Regions from separate parts of the Oryzias latipes genome. Here region 1 is linked to region 2. Evidence: chromatin contacts called from public Hi-C data. All regions are on one chromosome and are shown on one strand. The core of a region is the stretch at or near the end of the contact, and the rest is flanking DNA. Distances in the headings are between cores, read along the strand shown.

The links. Hi-C and Micro-C count contacts between places; a contact is called where the count stands out from the background.
Region 1: a Hi-C map of embryo shows a contact between it and region 2, with 2.6 times the contacts expected there. The contact joins the enhancer-like site here to the promoter of arl4c in region 2. A contact is called at or near these places in 4 of 5 Hi-C or Micro-C datasets (embryo, fibroblasts and gastrula embryo).

What each region holds. Positions count from the first base shown.
Region 1 is chr21:12,885,077-12,890,316 of ASM223467v1, forward strand. All of the region lies in intron 3 of LOC110017416 (gastrula zinc finger protein XlCGF57.1-like), which reads left to right. Among protein-coding and RNA genes, the nearest start is that of LOC110017415, 21 kb to the right of the region's middle. Within about 2 kb of position 1,950, at least 2 of the 8 cell types and tissues checked have an H3K27ac peak or open chromatin away from gene starts, as enhancers often do. A contact at or near this core is called in embryo and gastrula embryo, where this site is marked.
Region 2 is chr21:12,818,536-12,823,551 of ASM223467v1, forward strand. arl4c (ADP-ribosylation factor-like protein 4C) reads left to right here and starts at 3,388. Exons shown (of 1, transcript XM_004081610.4): 1 at 3,388-4,954. The coding sequence starts at 3,800. The coding sequence ends at 4,378. All of the region lies in intron 3 of LOC110017416 (gastrula zinc finger protein XlCGF57.1-like), which reads left to right.

The sequences.
Region 1 (5,240 bases), core at 700-3,199, 65 kb after region 2:
AGTTTATTTTTCCAAAATCCATATGTGGTCTTATCACCCTCTCACGGTGGAAAAAGTATTATCTGAGCTTCTTCATTCACTAAATCATCTTCAAATGGACACGCTATGCTGCTTCACCTCTCTGAAATCAACTAACCTTAAACTAAACCTGCTCCAGACCAGGTTATGTTCAGAGAATGAGTTGCTTTAGGAACTAAGCATACCAAAAGCTGAGGTTATCCGCTTCCTTAGCCTCAAACTTACCGTGGTAACTCACATAACCTGCTTTTTGGAATACCCCCCAGTTTAAGAAGGAAATCTGTGTTTACACACATCAGTTTGCACACGTGGATGGTAGCCCTGAAATTTTCGTCATGTGAATTTTTTTTTTAATATTTTGCCCAAGACATCCTTGAAATGTATGATTCTCATCATTTTAAGATGGAATGACTCCATAAACCTCTTCTGAGAAACCAGACAAGGGTCAGCAGCTAGTCTCAAATGGAAAGGAAGACCTTGACTTGAGCAGCAATTTAAGGCCCACATGTGGAGACCTGAGACCTCGCTTGGACAAAAGAATCGACATTTTCAAAAGGATAGAAACCTAATTTCCCGGTATCTGTACCATGGTGAATGTCTTTGGGTGTATTTGACTGGAAAATACAGTACAGACTGAGTCAGCTTAGATTGGTCCAGATTGGATCCTGGACCTTGTATTTGGTTTTTATTCAGATGTCAAACGGACTTCTCTGTTTTGAACTAAAGCTCGTAAACAAAACCATGTGACTAAAGATCCCTTCGGTCATTGGCCAGTAATTACGAGGGAGGGGCACAGCAACTAGAGGCAGAAATTATAGAAGTCCTTTTGCTTTGCAATCCTTCTCAGGATAGTTCTTTTATTCCAACTTTATATTTCGCGGACCAATTTTTAATGCCTGTATCAACGGCAGGTACCACACTTTTTCCACTGGAGGCATACTGCAGCGCAGTTAGTGACAAGAAGCCAGCAAATAAAGGTACTCTGCTAAGTGTTTATAACATATAGACTGTCGGGAAAACAATGAGAAGCAATGTGTATCACATTTGAAGTTGTTTTTATGAGCCTGCGTTCATCCAACCACATTTCAACGAGTTGCTGTGTCTCATTGTTTAAAGAGAATTCTGTTAAGGAACTACGAGGTAGCTTTTAGGATGACATCCACCTCCATAGATGGGTCAGAGAATGGTTCCTGGTCCAGGACCAGGACCAGGAACGATCTGCTTGGTTGAATTCCGACTGAAAATTTGTTCGGGATAATTGGGAGAAAAAAAACCCTGGTTAACTTTTAGTGGACCAAATGTGTCCAGTCTGAATACACCCTTAGTAACCTCCAGTTGACAAGAAAGTATTGAGGGCATGTGTCCTGCACAGTCTTTGATCATACATTTTTATTTTATTTACACTGAAAATAACAAAGCTGTAAAGATAAGAACCCAAGAAAAAAAACATTAATTCTGAAGGCTTAACTTGCACACTTGCAAACTGAATAAGATGTTTTCTTCTTTTCAAAATGTTCATTTAGTTGAAAACCAGCATGCAAGGGGCAGCTGGAGAAAGGATTCAAACTCCCAAAAGTGTACTTACCACCCAACTAACATTAATACCATCTGTCTGGGTTTAATCCTCAGGTACATTCTTGGGTTATCTAGACTTTGTTTGCTCAGCAAAGGAAAACCTGTGAAAGGTTGGATCTGAATGTGATAACATGCAGAGTTACAAGGCCAGGGCTGCTGTTTGCATGTGCTGAGTCCAGGGCTCTTATTGTTAGAATTTGTTGGGTGTTGGCGGCGCTCAGATTTCCCACATACCTTGATGTATTCAGCTCCACTTTTACCCCCAGACTCCCAGCACCAGGGGAGATAGTGCAGCTGGGGGAGGGATGTGTTTGTTGGGCTTTAGGGTGATGAACGCAGTGGGAGTTCCACTTTTTCTCACTAATAAAAGGCCATGTAATTCTGTCCTCTTTCCTCTGTTAGCACAACAATGCCTGCACCCTACTGTAGGCTGCTTCTGTTGTTCTGCTGCCCTCCATTACCTTTATGCTGTTTTAATTGGAACAGGAAGTTTAGTGCCAATAAAGATTCCACTCTCACAGGAGCAACTAACAGAGAAGACGTGGATGAGGAGAAGGAAGATTTTCCAAGAAGAGATTGGACTTTAATGTTATTATTGTAGTTGTTTCATTAAGCATAAGAATGCTCAAAAGGCGTATCATCGTTAACAAAAAAAAAAACATAAAACTAAATGAATTTGCGCCAAGTTACATAGGCCATGTTTGATTTTCACTAATTATAACTTTGAAATGGCTCATAAAATCTGATTTAGAGATGGAGAAACAATGAAACTGAATTGATTTCATGCATGACTCCTGAGTCTGGACTCCTGAGAACACTAAACACTTTATGATCAACTGATCCACTTGCATTTTGATATTTAAAAGGCATTAAAAGATCTTTGCTTCTTTCACAGACGGCAATTTCATCTTCCAAAATCCGGACAAAAATAATTGAGGGAGCAAGGAAACGTCCACATCTTTTATTTGTATGCCACCATTTTCACTTTTTTTTACTTTAGTCAACTCAGAAGTGAGGAAGGGTTCAGGTTTGGGAGAGCAGGGTGACTCAGTCCCAATAATAAAAGGATAAATTCCCATGCCAAAAATCTTTTATATTGTAATCTATTGTAAGTGTTCCCAGTGGTCTGTTAATTATGATGCTGTTCTTTTTTTTAATTTGATTTCCATTTATTGATTTATTTCAGGCATTGTAGTCAAAGGAATAAAGAAATTACACATATTTATCAAACTCATTACAGAAATGTTGAAATGCATAGTTTAAAAAGACAGAAAATAAAACAAAACAAAAAAGTCTCTTAAATACAGTAATCATTAACTAAAGTCAAGTAGAGCTTGATTGATTGCTTGAAAAGCCGTGGGAAGAAGCAAATTTATACCTTTTCTTGAATATTTTAATATTTGAACTTATTTTGAGTTCATTACTTAACCCGTTCCAAAGTTTAGTGCCACACACCGACACACAGAAATTTTTCTTTGTGGTTCTAATCAGTTTGATCTTGAACTTCCCACATCCCCTAAGTTTAGGGCAGGGGTCGGCAACCCATGGCTCCGGAGCCACATGTGGCTCTTTCATCCATCTGTTGTGGCTCCCTGTGACTTTGGAAAATAATGAGTATTTTATAATAATTAAATTTTATTTTAGTTTTTTCATTTTTCATGGCATTTCAAAGGCGCTGATGGCTCCGTACGGAGCGAGTGCCACGTAAAAAACAGCTTCGTAATGAGCTCGTATTTTTCGGGCGATACCTGCAGAGCTGATAGCAGGAGGAGACACGCGGGGCGGCTTCAATAAACACTCCGATCTTCTGCCGGGAACTTGACGTACCGCGGGGCAGAGACCAACTCGCTGATGACAGACTGAGAGTTCGCGCCAGCGTTGCCAGATAGAGTCACAGTTTTCCAGCCCAAAAGTCATCTGAAAACCGCCAGACCCAGCCAAAAACCGCCCAGCACAGCTTTTGTTGATGGTTTTTTTCCGTACTGGACTGATAAAATAAAAGATTTTTCTAAAAAAAAGAAAGTTCAGACTAATAATAAAATGTGTACAATATTGAATATTTCTTCAGCGGAGCGCCTTCTTTCATTAATTTGCTTAACCCGCTCTATCCCCGCTATTACCTGCGTCTGGCTCTTTCATCCGTGTGCTGCGCTGGAGCGCCCCGACTACCGTATTTTGCGCTCTCTGTGTAGGACACACTGTGGAGCGCGGGGGAAACAAATCTCAGCTGCAGAGGATGTGAACAGGTGAACAGGTAGAGAGGAAAAGCAGGTAGAGAGGCGGAGGAGGGGCTTTGGCTTCAAACTCTGTCAGAGAGATGAAAACACGGGCGTCAGATTGAGACGCAGCTTTCCCTGCGGGAGTTGAAGCAGAGATTTTCTCTGGGATGATTTTATGAACTCAAACATGGAAACATGATTACCAAGTAGAACTCTTCAAAACAATAAACCTGATCTCTCCACATTCTCAGTGTCTACCATGCATTGATAAACACATCGCTCCATGCAGCGATCAGACCAGAACCAGTAGCTCCTGCCACACGCGGCCGCGGTATCAACCTTTAAAGAACATAATGTGCATTTGCAGCGACGTATGCTTCAGACGATGTCCGATTGGCCAATCTACATGTCAATCAAGTCCCTTACTTCTCAGTGAGGATTTTGATTGGCTGGTGGATTTTAAAGAAGTACTTTTTTTTTTTTCTAATCTTTTCTGGCCCGCGACAAAACGGGTTGTGGCTCGGAGTGCTTTCTTTTTTATTAGGGGCGGTCCCAAATGGCTCTTTGAGTAAAAAAGGTTGCCGACCCCTGGTTTAGGGCCTACTTCATTTTCTAAGAGCTGTTTTTGGATGTTGAATGATGACGATTTGCCGCTAAAAGTTGCACAGTGTAAAAATCAACAAGTTCATACAGTTTTAAAAGTCTAGATTGATAAAATAAATTGTTTGTATGATCAAGATATCTGGCTTTATGTACAATTCTGATGGCTCGTTTTTAAAGTAAAAAGAGAGGATGTAGTGAGCTCTTATAATTATTCCCCCAAATTTCTGTTCTTAGGCAAAATCAAAAAACGTGCATAGTTTTCTAAGGCATACGTTTTTTGCAGTGCAGCTAAGTTCCCCTCTGAGTTGTGGGCGGGACAGGTGTCTTGACCACCCCACCTCCCCTTCAGTTCCCTGTTGCTGAGAGATCAGAGCAAGCTTGTTGCCAGCCCAGCAAAGTTGTTACGTCACAGAAAAGCCTTTTTTTCAAACAGCATTTTTTTCGTCTGCATCTAATTCACAATTTGAATAAGGAAATACTCAGAAATGTAACTTTATTTTTGTCGTCAATCCTCAGAAAAATGCCACAAGAACATGTCAAAAACATTACACCTAAAATGAATTTGATGTCAAGGAATTTTCCTTCTAAACAAGAAAAGACACATTAGGGAAGACTAAACTCATTTAAGCTTTTCTTCATGTCTGATTCTAGGGTGATTGTTTAAAGGCATAAAGACATTCAAAATGAAAATGATAATTTCGTAATTTCAGTTGAATCTTTTTCTTCGGTTGCTGTCCGTCACACGGCTGGATCAGTCATGACTTGTTCAGGTCTCTATTCTCTCAAAAGACTCTTGTTTTCTGTACTTTCGTGGCTCATTGTGAG
Region 2 (5,016 bases), core at 2,138-4,637:
GCACTCTCTGCCCCCCTGCTCTCTGGTGCGGGGGCCCCCTGTGGCTCTGGTCTGGCTGGCTGACGTTGAGTTGCCCAGCAGGTGGATCATTTTGATCTGCTATCCTGCGCAGGTGTCTGGGGGGCCCTGGCCAACACTCCTGCTTCGGCGGGGGTCATAATGTGGAGGTGATCGGGCACTCTCCCTCTTTTTATATTCCATCATTCACCACAGTAGAACACAGACACTCACGTGAGCACAGGTCACCTTTTCACAAATTGAACATTTGTTTCAGCATATTATTATTTTGCATATGTACGTATGTGAGACCTGCTCTATGCCTGTATTATGTGCATTTTGATATGCATGTGTGTGATGGATTAATGATGAATAAGGATGAACGTCTAGCAACTTGTCACTTATTTTTGTGGTTCTACCCCCTCCTATTTTTTTAATCATCCTCCAACTTCTTCAACCCCTTTTTTTCCTTTTGTGTACCCTTGCTCCCTGGCTCTAATGTCCCACAAGATCGCTTTTTTTCAGTCCAAAAAGAAATGTATACAAATATAATATAAATAAAGTTTAGCCTAAAATACAAAAGGGGTTTATACAAATATATACCTCGTGTCTGAGAAGATTCATATCCACCTATTGTAACAGTAAAATCTGTCCAACACAAGAGGTCTTCAGCTCTTAACTGTTTTGCCCAGCTGTTAGACAGGACAAGTTGAAAATAACATGTCCGAGCACACACTTCAAGAGGGAAAAAAACTCTGGCAAACTCTACTTTTAGTCAGGTGGCACACTCCATCTTGGAAATATTTTCTGCAAGAAATACAATAATTTACTGTTGACTGAAAAGTTTTCACAAAACTTATGACTGTTGAACATTTAGGATTTCTTGAATAGAAAAATAAAAAATAAACAGTTTGCATAGAATCTGAACTAACTGTATGAGTTGAGAATAAAAAGGACTGCGCTTGGAAGAATCACAGTGGAAGACTGAGGGACTAGGGAATCAAAGTCTGTTTCATTCCTGGCACAGTACTGCGTCATTTAATTAAAAAAAACAACCAGTTGCTAAAAGCTCATTCAAGAACCTGCATTAAGCGCATTCTACATAACAGTAGGTTCTTCTGCAGGGGATCAGGGTCAGTTGACTCTGCCATGACACCAATGCATATTTATTCATTCATCTTCTTAACCGTTTCTTCCCTTTCGGGGTCACGGGGGAGCCTATCCCGGCCACTTGGGCGTAGGCAAGGGATGCCCTGGACTGGTCGCCAGTCTGTCGCAGGGTGGAATATCCTCAATCACACATCCATTCACTCTCACACTCACACCTATGGACAATTTTAGAGATGCCAATCAACCTATGTAGCATGTTTTTGGACGGTCGGAGGAAGCCGGAGATCCCGGAGAAAACCCACGCATGCACGGGGAGAACATGCAAACGCCACACAGAAAGGTCCCCCGTTGATGTTGTGTTTTTTAATGCATATTTAATAAATCTGTATATTGTCTTGGTCAAAAAGAGTTTTGTTGTTTTACCTGTTTGGAAAAAAGCAGCACACTGTATAGTTTTTCTATATGTTGGTACACTTGTCAACACACCAACATGCCTCCGATAGCTCTGCTGCTGCTTCGGCTATCTCTTTGAGTTCATGTCCTGCGGTCTTCTCCTCCTTGAACCTGGGATCCATTACCCGCTCATCTCCAAGTGGGAAGACGAAGAGGTCAAAGGAGGAGAAGACAGCAGAATACGTCCCCCTCTCGGCTGACCTTGCCGACCCACTTCTCCTCTCTGTCTCCTTTTTCCTCTTAAAACAAATGTCCCTCAGGCCACCTTTTTATACACGTATTCTTTGAATAAACGCCAGCGGCAAGTTAGCTTTTGCAGGCTTCCTTATGTTTGGATAGAACTGTACAAACAGCTAAAATCAGGTGAAAGGTTTTACCACTGACCAGACTGTTGGATATCCTCTATTATTAGTTTCCAAGCAAAGTCCTTTTTATTCTTGTTTCCAGACTAAAATGAACAAACATCATAAAGCTTGTGGTGAGCAAACACAGCAACAATGAGCTTCTCTCCCATGTTGGACTCCACCCACTGATCACAACAACTCATCACTACTGAAGCTGAGCATTTGATAGGTTGACACAATGTCAATATTTGCCAAAGTTCAAATTTGCATAACTTTGGAAGATTTTAGCCACGCTGGCCACTTAAATTACACCGCAGGTCATTCAACTGTGTGTTTACCTTAGAGGTAACCCTTGTGCTATCCTAGGCACTTTAACATCGGGAGTTGGGTCATCTAGACCCACTAGACAGTGCGCTGAACATTTTTTCTTCAATGATTTGTGATCTTCACTGGTGTCCATGGATTACATGAAATCTTTCCACCTTTATCCACCTTTGTCATGATAGGTATAACACGTCAAAGTAAGGGTGGGGTCATCTAAGATAGCACAAGCTATTAATGATTAAGAGTAACAATTGATATTTTTTACAAGTGTAAATGTATGGGTATGTATATGTATTTTTCAATCAAAGTTAAGACTAATTTTCTTAAGTTTGATATATGGACGTATATTTCTGCTGTTTGTTTACTTTACTTTTATTTTTGGTTTTATTGTTTGAAATAAACAATTTCCAAATCCAAATCCAACACTATGTCCTAACAATGGAACCGGTTCCTTGTCCATCCATGCAAAATGTGTTCGCTGTAAGGGCAGTATTATTGTGAATATTCCTTTTCATTTATTATTTTTTTCTCATTAATCTTCTGATCCATTTAATCCCTTTTGGGGTCACGAGGCTGCTGGAGCCTATCAAGGCCACTTGCGGGCAGGGGACACCCTGCCATCTTGCTGTGAGGCAAGAGCGCTAACCACTGTGCCACCGTGCATATACCTTATTTAGCCCTTTTGCTATCCTAGGCACTTTGACATTGGGAGTTGGGTCATCTAGACCCACTAGACAGTGTGCTGAACCTTTTTTCTTCAATGATTTGTGATCTTCACTGGTGTCCATGGATTACATGAAATCTTTCCACCTTTATCCACCTTTGTCATGGTAGGGAGAACAAGTCAATGTAAAATAGTAGATTTAAACAAAAAAAGTTTCCAGCTCCTCCTCAGTCTTCAGAACTATTTTACACCACAGGGTGTCGCTGTTGTCCAGGTTAATGTCCCTGAATCTTCCTTGTTTGAACAAAGTACCAAATTTAACTATTGAGCCTTTTTATCAGTAAGTTACGAAAATAAAACCAAATATTAACTGTACTTTTAACTATCATAGATTTTGACGTTTCTATTTCCGCGTTACTATGGGAACCGGATCGGTGCGGCCTCATTGGCTCAGTTGAGAAAGGGGCGGGGCTCAGCAGCGGTTCCTGGTCTGCAGACGTGTTTGTCATCGGCAGAGCACAGCGGCTGCAGACACAGACAGCAGCAGGTGAGACGGAGGCTGCAGGACGGAGCCGCAGAAGGACGGGATGGATGTCCGCCTGCGGGAAGGTGACGCAGCACAGCGGCGTTAGTGCAGGGATTCTGCGCTGCTTCCACAGACAGACAACCATTCTGTGTTCCGGGAGCTGCGGAGCTCCCCTGTCGCCAAATGGACGCGAGTGCGTGAGGGGAATACTAATGAACGGCACGCTGCGTCCTGGCGAGGCGCGCCGCTGACGGTCACAGCAGAGCCGATCAATCATCCGGAGCGCGCCGGGGTCCGCGCGCGGCTCCTGGGGGATTTTTACGCATCCGAGCCTGGAATTAATGAAACAATCGTGAGGCTGTTTTTTTTCTCCCTGCCAAAATGGGCAACAGTTTCTCCAACATCTCTGCCTTCCAGTCGCTTCACATCGTCATGCTGGGTTTGGACTCCGCCGGGAAAACCACGGTTCTCTACAGACTCAAATTCAACGAGTTTGTCAACACGGTACCCACGATCGGCTTCAACACCGAGAAGATCAAGCTGAGCAACGGCACCGCCAAAGGCATCAGCTGTCACTTCTGGGATGTTGGCGGCCAGGAGAAGCTGAGGCCGCTGTGGAAGTCCTACAGCCGCTGCACGGACGGGATAATCTACGTGGTGGACTCGGTGGACGTGGACAGGCTGGAGGAGGCCAAGACGGAGCTGCATAAGGTCACCAAGTTCGCGGAGAACCAGGGCACGCCGCTGCTGGTCATCGCCAACAAGCAGGACCTGCCCAAGTCTCTGCCGGTGGCGGACATCGAGAAGCAGCTGGCCCTGCACGAGCTGACGCCCTCCACCACCTACCACGTCCAGCCCGCCTGCGCCATCATCGGAGAGGGGCTCCACGAGGGCATGGACAAGCTGTACGAGATGATCGTGAAGAGGAGGAAGTCCCTGAAGCAGAAGAAGAAGCGGTAGCAGGCGCTGAGCTGGACTGAAGCGGCCTTTCTCAAACGGGTTTACTTTGCAGTGATCTTCCTCTTCCATCCTCTGGATTGAAGCTCCTGAAGCTGTGAAGCCCTGCTGCAGGAGGGGCTGCAGGACTGAAGAAAACACCAAAAAAAATATTAACACATTGGAGAAGCCTTCAGAGCCACTGAGGCTGATAAACGGGCTGGCCCGCTTTATCTGGATCCTGAAGAAGCTGCGGCTCACTTTGCTCTTCTTTTCAAGACTGTTAGTTTTGGTTTGCATCCACAGGAGGTCTTTGTGGAATCACAAGTTTGATTTTGCACGTAGCTTGGGCCCCCAGCCCCCTGCTCTCCAAACAGACACGTGTAGTATGAGCTGGGTGTCATTCAGACTTTTTGGAGCAATGAAGTAGCCTTCCCTCTGCATGGTGGACAGGGGACCACGTCCACTACTTTGCACTTTTCAGTTGCTTACAGACAGCAGAAACAACATTGTATTAATTAAAGGAGCAGATCCAGGTTGTTTGTGTACCAAGCCAAAACTGAAGTATTTTTTGAATATTAAAAGATTCTAAACCCACTATTCAAGTGACTGGCTCTTATTGAGACGTGAAGTGATGATGATGATGCATCAGGAACGGAAGA